2 separate regions of the Gossypium hirsutum genome follow, and region 2 is linked to region 1. The links are chromatin contacts, called in public Hi-C maps. All regions are on one chromosome and are shown on one strand. Each heading gives the region's core, a stretch centred on a gene start, on an enhancer-like site or on the middle of the called end of the contact. The rest is flanking DNA. Distances are from core to core; before and after follow the strand shown. Region 1 holds the start of LOC107963843 (probable phytol kinase 3, chloroplastic). Region 2 holds the start of LOC107887513 (RING-H2 finger protein ATL63).

Region 1 (4,603 bases), core at 1,191-3,690:
TTATTATATTTTAATTACAAAATTATCTTTTATGAATTTAGGAACGAATTTATGCTCGCATCTTAATTAGTTCGATTTTCACGTGTTTAATTTTGTAAGATTTATTTATTTTTTAAAATATTAAAAAATATTAAAGTTAAATGTAATATTTACAAAATCAATATACGAGTTTTAGTCTAGACTCAAGTTAGAGTTAAATCTAAGTAAGTTTTGATGTTTTCAGATTTAAATCATTTCTAATTTATATCATTTCGAACTTATATATAAGAATATTAAAACTCAGACATGATTTAAACTTGAAACGAAACTAAACTTGAAATAATTCGAATTCAAATTGAAATATATGCTAATTTGATCAATACTCTTAAAATTATTTATATATAATTCATTCAATTGGATCAATGACTATAGTATTAATATAATAATCCATTCGTTTGCTCTAACAATTAGAATAATGTACAATTTATCAGTGTTCTTAAAATTACTTATACACCATAATGTCGTTATTTTCATACATAGACTAATTGATGTCGTTACATTCATATATAGATTAATTCAATTGAATTAATGATTTTATGATTAATTATATAATTGATTGATTAAGTTTGTGATTAAGAAAAAGTGTATGCACATAATGTCATTGCAGTAGTACATAAAAGATTTAATTGGATCACTGAATATACCACTAATTATATAATTCATTTGATTATGTCCGTATAATTAATGATAATGTAATTAATAGTATAATTCATTCAATTACTTTTATAGATAGTTCAATTCAATCAGATAAAAATTAAATGATTAATATTATAATTTATTCAATTACATTCATAATTAGGTAACAACGCAAATGCACATAACATCATTACCCTTCTACAGAAATGATTCAATTGGATTGTTGAATGTCTGACTAATTATAATTCATTGGATTAAATTAGTATACTTAATGATTTTATGATTAATAGTAGAGGTGGAAATTGGGCGGGTTTGGGGATAATAATTGTATTGGTATTTATTGAGAGAAAATTACTTTCCTACTGAAAGTAGAAATTGTTTCTAGTTATGTGTTTGATTCATGGTTGTTCGAGCCCACATTCAAAGTGATTCTTGGTACGAGAATAGCGGAAAATGTTCTTTTGTTGAAAGCTAGGAATGTCTAGGATTTGTCTCTCACAAAACATAGGTATTTCTTGGGAAAAAGTTTATTGCCATAAATATTATAAACTATCTCAATTTTCAAAATTTTAATTTTCCATCGTGATAGAAAATCATTTTTAAACTAGATTTTTTCCAACACACCATTCTTACCATTGCCATTGTTTTCATTTTTAAATTGCCCTTATTCTTTATGGTCTCTCCCACCATTGCTCATCTCTTTGGGCTTGAAAGATTCGAACTTGTCTTTCCTTGGACCAAGCTTGAGAAAAGACTTCGCCTCAACCATGGTTATGGTAAGTTCAATGATTCCTTATCAGCATAACTCTTGTTTTGCTAATGACTTCAACCCATCCTTAAACCAGTAAAATGCTTCTTTCTCACTCAGGTTAGAGATTTGAAGCATCAATTCCCTGAAATCTTTGACATACTCCTGAACATTGCCTTGTTGTGTAAGCTGACGCAACTTAGCTTGAGTCTCCTCCTTGGTATATTGTGGGTAAAATTGCTTTTTGAATACCTTTTGGAACTCCTCTCAAGTTCCAATCACGATCCTACCTCGTTTCTCATCTTTGAACCTACGACACCACCATAAGAGAAAATTGTTCCATCCCCCTAGAGAAAATTGTCCACATACCTTGTGGACCTTGTCCTCTTGAACTCTTTCATATTGGGACTTTATCCTCTTGAACTCTTTCATATTGGGGACATCCATATTATGCTACTTAGGAATCGAAACCAGCATCCCATGATCATCCATAACGGCATTGAGGGCTTCTTTCATCGCATCCCGATAGGAACTGATAGCCTCCGCTACATAGTCCCTGAGCTGCTCCCTCATTGAGTCCAACTCATCAATGTGTCCCTTAACTACCTTGGGTGTTTCCTTCACACCATCCATGGATCCCTTGAGAATGGTCACCCGACCTTCCAAACTCGACAGCTTACCCTTCGATCTACTATTTTTCCTAATCTTCCCATGGGTTTCCATCGGGACATTTTGTTCGCCTGCTCCTTTCATCATCTCAACTAGTGCCTTTGAACATTGGCTCAGATACCAATTATCACGAGGCTAGAACTTTAGTCCAACAAACCGTGTGGACTTAGGCTATTTCTTTGTTTCAAATCTATCTAAGTCAACCTAACTCTCAGAAATGAGAATTCACAAAGAAATTTCTCTAATGCATTAAAATAACACGAAAACAACTCAAAAAGACAAAAGGCTTGAATCGAACAAAGTAACCCACAAGAAAACAATAACACATTGAGTTAATGCTTTCAAAAGTATTCTCTTACTTTGAATGGAGTACAAGCAATGAATTGATTACAAGTGAGGGGAAATGTTTCTATTTATAGATGAGCTTTCCCCGATCGAACAGTACAAATTAAATTATATCATCAGTTGGTATTAGTGCAAAGATTTAAATTTTATATAATCTTATGGATTAGGATTTACATTAACTATAATTTATATTAACTATCAAAGCTTCAAATAAATCTACCTTAATCAATTGATTTCATGAGGTAGATAGGTTTGTTCATGCCACCGTTCCCTCCGTCCTCCGTGTCAGGGAGGAGACAGCCGACAATCACCGCTCTATTTGATCAGGTCAAAACCCCGCCAACCTCTTTTCATCATCTCCGTCACGGTACTGAAGCGAAACATTTCGTTTTCTATTTCCAAATGCTGACTCGAATACCTCAGTTCACCTTAGTAGACCAAATGTTTGGCAGTTTACTAGATATTTATTATTTTAGTATTTATGCATATCCATTTAGCAATTTTTCAAGGTGGGAATTTTTTTTAAAATAGAATAATCATGTTTTTCAAAAATATGTGCAATTTTTTTTAAAAAAAAACTCATGAACAATTTTATTCGTGGCGGTTGGGAAAATGTTATATGAAAACTCTCTGGTGTCCGACTTGTTCGCCGCCGTGGTTTGCTGCGGCGTTATATTCGCGTTTCTCTTACTCTGGCAAGTAACCGCCAAATGCGGCGTAGATCAGGTCAGTTATCCACTTCGCTTTTATCGGTATAGGTTGCATCTAAGTAGAGATTTTGGCCTTTGGTTCGATTCACCCAAACTCAGTGTTATCGCCATCATTACTTGGCCTTTTTTTTCCCTTTCCTTTTCTTTGATTATATAGATTGCACGGTCAACGGGTCTTAAACTTTGTTTGATATAAGAAATCATTGATTTTAAATTCTAATTTGTGGAGACAATTGTGATCAAATTCAGTTATCTTTGAATCTTTGGATTTTGGATTTGTTTGAATTATCCTTCTAATTAGTTACTTTTCTCATTTCCTACTGGATAGAAATGTGTTTGACTCTGGATATTTTCATCATTTCAGGCAAGAAAGATTGATTTTTATTACGGTCTGATTATGGTTTTAGTCCCCCTGTTATCATTTGATTTTAATTTAGTATAATTTGGTTTCTTTAATTTTATAATATTGACGTGAATTTAAAAAAAAAAAGGGTAGATATGTGAATTTATTATTTGTTAGGATTGATTGGAATTTTAGGTGTTCATTTGTATAAGTTTCATAACTTGTTTGTTCTGTTGTTTCAGAAACTGAATAGGAAGCTTGTGCATATAAGTATAGGGCTAGTTTTCATGCTTTGCTGGCCATTATTCAGGTAGTCTCCTCCTTACCAAAATTCAGGCTTTATATTGTTTGTCATGTATAGCAAAAAAAGAACACAGATAATTCGTATGATGGACAATCGAGAAACGTTATTCCTGGAGTACAATTTTTTCCTCGAACAGAACAATTTGTACGCTGCACTCTGAATTGTCCTTGAATTCTTAGTAAATACCGATAACTTAAAGTGAGAAAGAAAATATGGAAAGGATAATTAATCCTCTTGACACCGGAGTAGAAATGTTACCAAATGATTATAGTTAGAAGCTCCTTGATAGTGCTTCCTCCTTTGAAGAAACACCTAAAGAGCTTGAGAAAATAATGGGAAATTGACTCATTTATGATGAAAAAATGAAGGTGAAATCTTGGTTACTCTTCTATTGAAAATATTGTACATTGTTTTATTTGAAAATACTACTCACACACACATATATATTGTATACAACAGTATTCCCTGGCAGAATAGCTGATACTTTTATCATACAGTGCAGGGTATCGCGGAGCAATTTTAGCAGCTATAACTCCTGGTGTCAATATTATACGAATGCTTCTTATCGGTTCTGGAATTTGGAAAGATGAAGCCACTGTGAAGTCAATGAGCAGATATGGAAACTACAGGTTATAGATTGAATACGGAAACTTAATGTCTATGTTACAATACCCTGAATGTTTTTACTTGCTAGCAGCCAAATTAGATCCATCAAATTGTTTATGTGACGTTTTTCTTGAAAGTTGTTTGTTATTTGATCAAGTGATATGAAAACGGTATTGGGTCTTTGTTCGACCGATTATTGTTTT
Region 2 (4,147 bases), core at 859-3,358, 130 kb after region 1:
TAGAAATATGCATATGGTAGGACTTGAACTCAAACCAATTACATTAATAAAACTTTTAATTTATCATTCAATTAATTAGTTATATGTCATACATTTCATCATTTATTATATATTATTTTTAAACTCATATTTATATTCTATATTTTTAGTTTCCACGTGCGTACGTGTGATAAAATTTCTAAACCCATCATGTTATTTTCAAAATAAAAATAAAAAGATAACCCATCAAGTTAGGGGTTATTTCAAGAATTTGTCCTTATAAATTCAGATTGGATGGGAAGCTGAGGAGTTGGGAATTATTTTACCCCTATTCTGCCCAAGAAAAAGAACAGCAAAGCAAAAATAATTTTAACAGTGATTCTGACTCATGTTTGTCCTTCAGTCACAGATGGTGCACTGTTGTCTGCTGCAACAAATTAGACACTGAAGCAGATGCCAAAATTGAGCAAATGGTAACAATTATTCAATCCATTGGCATGAGTTAAACGTTTTATGCATGGATTCTGCAGGTTTGCTATATATGGCTTTCATCTTTTAGATTTAATCGAAAGCCATTATGATCAACAATTATCGAATGGGTTCAATTTAGTCCTTACACAAAAATGTGAAGGTATGAAAATGGAGTTAATTCGGAAATTGAGGGACTACGAGTTATATTAATAAAAAGAACAGAGAAAAGCAGCATAGGACAATGAAGTGAAATGAATGGGCCTGAGTAGAAGCAAATGGTCCAAAAATCCGACCAAGGATTTGGATTATCTAATAAATATATGTGCAGCAGTTGTTTGACCATTCATGTCCCTCACATCACATGATTGATTAATTAACATTGACCACAAAACAAGGAAAGACTTTTGTCCTCTTTTGCATTTCAGACAATCTTTTTTTTTTTTTTATGGTCCTGGGTTTATTATACTATTGCTTTTGCGACAACCATATGCGGCCACCATGCTCCATCTCAATCTCCTTCTTTTCAAGTTCTCATCACCTCATTTTCGATTCATTGGGTTTGAATCATTGAATTTTAGGAGTTTAAGGGTTTGGATTGAATGGATTTTCGGATGAATGGAAAACAAGATTAAAATTATGTGGCTCAATGTAGGAGAAAGATGATAAACAAGTTTTCCGACATCTATACACAAAAAAGTGATGTAATTTATGAACATGAAAAAAGAAAAAGAGAGCAAGTAAATCACTCTGTTCATCAGCCTCAAACTTGAAGATCACCGCCGTTTGATGTGGGAAAAACTTTCCTCTCTGATCTGTTCCTACTCAACATTGTCTTCAAAGAACAACCAATGGAAGACGAAGCTGAAAGATCGTCATCGTCATCGTCAATGGGTGCCGCAATTTGATGATGACGACCAGAATCTAATGATTCCCCCACAGTCTCCGATGAACTGACTTGAGATTCAGCATCATTGGTCAACAACACAGGCGCTCTGCAAATGGGGCAATTGGAGTGAGAGTGGAGCCACATATCAATGCATTCGAGGTGGAAACCATGGCCGCACTTGGGCAAGTTCCTTCCAACATCGTTATCCTCGAACGGACTTAAACACACGACACAGTCTAAGTTGTGTAACCCATGCTTCTTGTTGTTGTTGCTGTGTTCATCTAGTTTGAAAACGAACAAGGGGATGGAGGAAATGAGGGAAGGATCGAGACCCTTGGATGGGGAGGAGGCGGAGGCGTTGTTGTCAAAGGAGAAGGCGTGGAAATGGCGGAAGCGGTCGTGGGGGAAGACGTGAGAAAGAGTGGAGGAAGATCGGCTTCTTTGGCGAGCATGAGCCAAGAACCACTTGGCGTAGAGATGGAGGAGGAGGACGAAGAGGATGACGAGAAGCAATGAGATGATGGCAGCCAGCAGCACGTTGCCATCGTAGGAGGAAATGGTGCTCACGAGATTTGATAATGGTGGGTTTGGGGTTTGCTGTTCTGACTCAATGGTAGCTGACATTTTTTTTTTCTTTTTTGAAGATTAGTGAGCTGCAAATATGCAGATGGGGTTTGGAATTATTTGAGTGATGGGGATGGAAATGCCTTTATATATATCATCTATTTGGACCTCATGTAATCCTTAATCTCTGTTTTATGATTTATTTAGGTTAATATTTTCGAGGTTTGTAGTTATTTTTTTCATTTTTTATATAATATTAATTTAAAATATATAATAATAAAATTTATATTAACATTTAATTAACAGTTAAAATAATAATTTAAAATTATTATTTTATTTTGATAAAAAGGCATATTAAGTTAAAATTGGGTATAAGTTTAATATTTTTAGTCTAGTTTGAAATGGATGTTATATGAAGGGTATATCGGATTGGGGTCAAATCCCGTAAAAAGACTATGTCTTTTCATTGTCATCTTTAATCTTTTTCGGAATTTAAACATGAATTCCCTACTTAAGAGTATAATGTATTGTCTTAATAATCAGTTGAACCAGTTAAATCATCAGTTCTCGAATCAAACAGGTTGATTGTCGCTTTAAAAATAATTAAAAATTTATAAAAAAACTAATAGAAATATCTTTTAAAAGCTAATTCAACCGATTCAACTATTAACATTGTCCTAGTTTTTGAACTTTCACTTCTCCCGAAAGATTTACTTATAAATCAGTTCAACTTTTATATCTAAATTGATGCATTGATAGATTTTTAATCCACCCGATTCGACCAACACGATTTTAATAACACTGATATAATAATACTTAAGAGTGCACCGAATAATTACTTGTGATAAAATATTAAATGATGATTAATAAGTGAAGAAGAAGAAGAATATGAAATGAATGGAATTGGAATCTTCTATAAATATAAAATAGTACTATTAAGAAATGTTTCCGTGAAAGTCAAGTTGTTTGTTGGGTTTTGGGGATTCTTCCTTTTTAAGCATTTGCGTGTGTTAGTCAACAACACTACCTCTCTCTCTCTCTCTCTCCTTTCTTAATATGTAGGTACACCTTTAGTTTTGGTCCCTAAATTTTAATTTCTCATAATTTAGTCATTTACTTTTGATGTCAATGTCTTTAGTTAAATTCAAATTGTTAATATTATTAACTTTTCTGTATAGATTTTAATCACGAGATTATGTGATATGGCAAGAGTTTCTCTTACTTTAACTAGTAGTCGAGGATTTGATCCTCGTATTGAATATAAAACAGCTTTAAAATTTGTGATCAGCATTTATCCTTTAACGGGCCTACAGAACACGGAGGATTAATCATTGGGTTTGCTCCAGTGGATATCTTGAGAAAAAAAATGTTTGGTTTTTCTTAAAAAAATTTCTTCCAATTTGTCATGTTGACATAAATTTTCCTTTTTTGTGTTGGAAGAACTTTTTTTAAGGAAATTCCATGTTAGAAATTTAATCGGAATACTTAACAAGGATGGATGATCACTAGAGCCAAGGGCCTTGGCCTCCAAAAAGATTTTGAAAATTTTCATTAGATACTTCAATTTTTTTAATCAAGCCCCTCCAAATTTTTTGATAATTTTCATTAAATTCCTCAAAAATTTTAAAATTTAAGTTAGCTCCCTCCTAAAACTTGATGCCAAGATCAGCTACTAATAATTGATGACATTAATTATTTTCATTAACTAATGACATTAAAAAAAATAAAGGGACCAAATAATGTCAAAATAGAGTATATTAACTAAATCTAAAATTTGACCATAGTAGAAGGACTAAAACCACAATCTAACCTATATACGTATATGATAATATTGATGGTGTAATTAAGTCAAAGGAGAATCCCATAATCCAAGGAGCAAATGAGATGAGAGCGGTGCATTGGTGAGAAAAAAGGGTTATGAAATGAAGGGCTCGTGAAGGCGACGGCAGCTTAGGTGAGGCAATCGGTTTATAGGATTCTTCATGTGATTGTTTTAGGGGAACCCATCCCCAATGCCTACGACATCAAAGTTTAAGGGGCAATTGCATCAAATATCCTCAAATTATTACCCAAATTTTGAATTAGGTAATCAAGTAGATCTTTTTTATAAACTTAGACATTAATTTGGGCATTAAATGCCGACTCAAATTAAATTATAAACATGTGTGTACTCAAGGGTGAAGCTAGAAACCTTTTAAGGGGCAAAATTAAATTATAAATTTTCGGGAGGTTGGAGTGTAATTTTAT

The links. A called contact is a pair of places that touch in the nucleus more often than the background predicts.
Region 2: a Hi-C map of leaf shows a contact between it and region 1, with 1.7 times the contacts expected there. The contact joins the promoter of LOC107887513 here to the promoter of LOC107963843 in region 1. A contact is called at or near these places in 6 of 34 Hi-C or Micro-C datasets (anther, hypocotyl, leaf and 1 more).

The regions. Positions count from the first base shown.
Region 1 is chrA03:5,229,879-5,234,481 of Gossypium_hirsutum_v2.1, forward strand. LOC107963843 (probable phytol kinase 3, chloroplastic) reads left to right here and starts at 2,441. Exons shown (of 6, transcript XM_016900338.2): 1 at 2,441-3,163; 2 at 3,733-3,800; 3 at 4,292-4,423. The coding sequence starts at 3,050.
Region 2 is chrA03:5,364,697-5,368,843 of Gossypium_hirsutum_v2.1, forward strand. LOC107887513 (RING-H2 finger protein ATL63) reads right to left here and starts at 2,109. Exons shown (of 1, transcript XM_016811774.2): 1 at 1,063-2,109. The coding sequence starts at 1,960. The coding sequence ends at 1,211.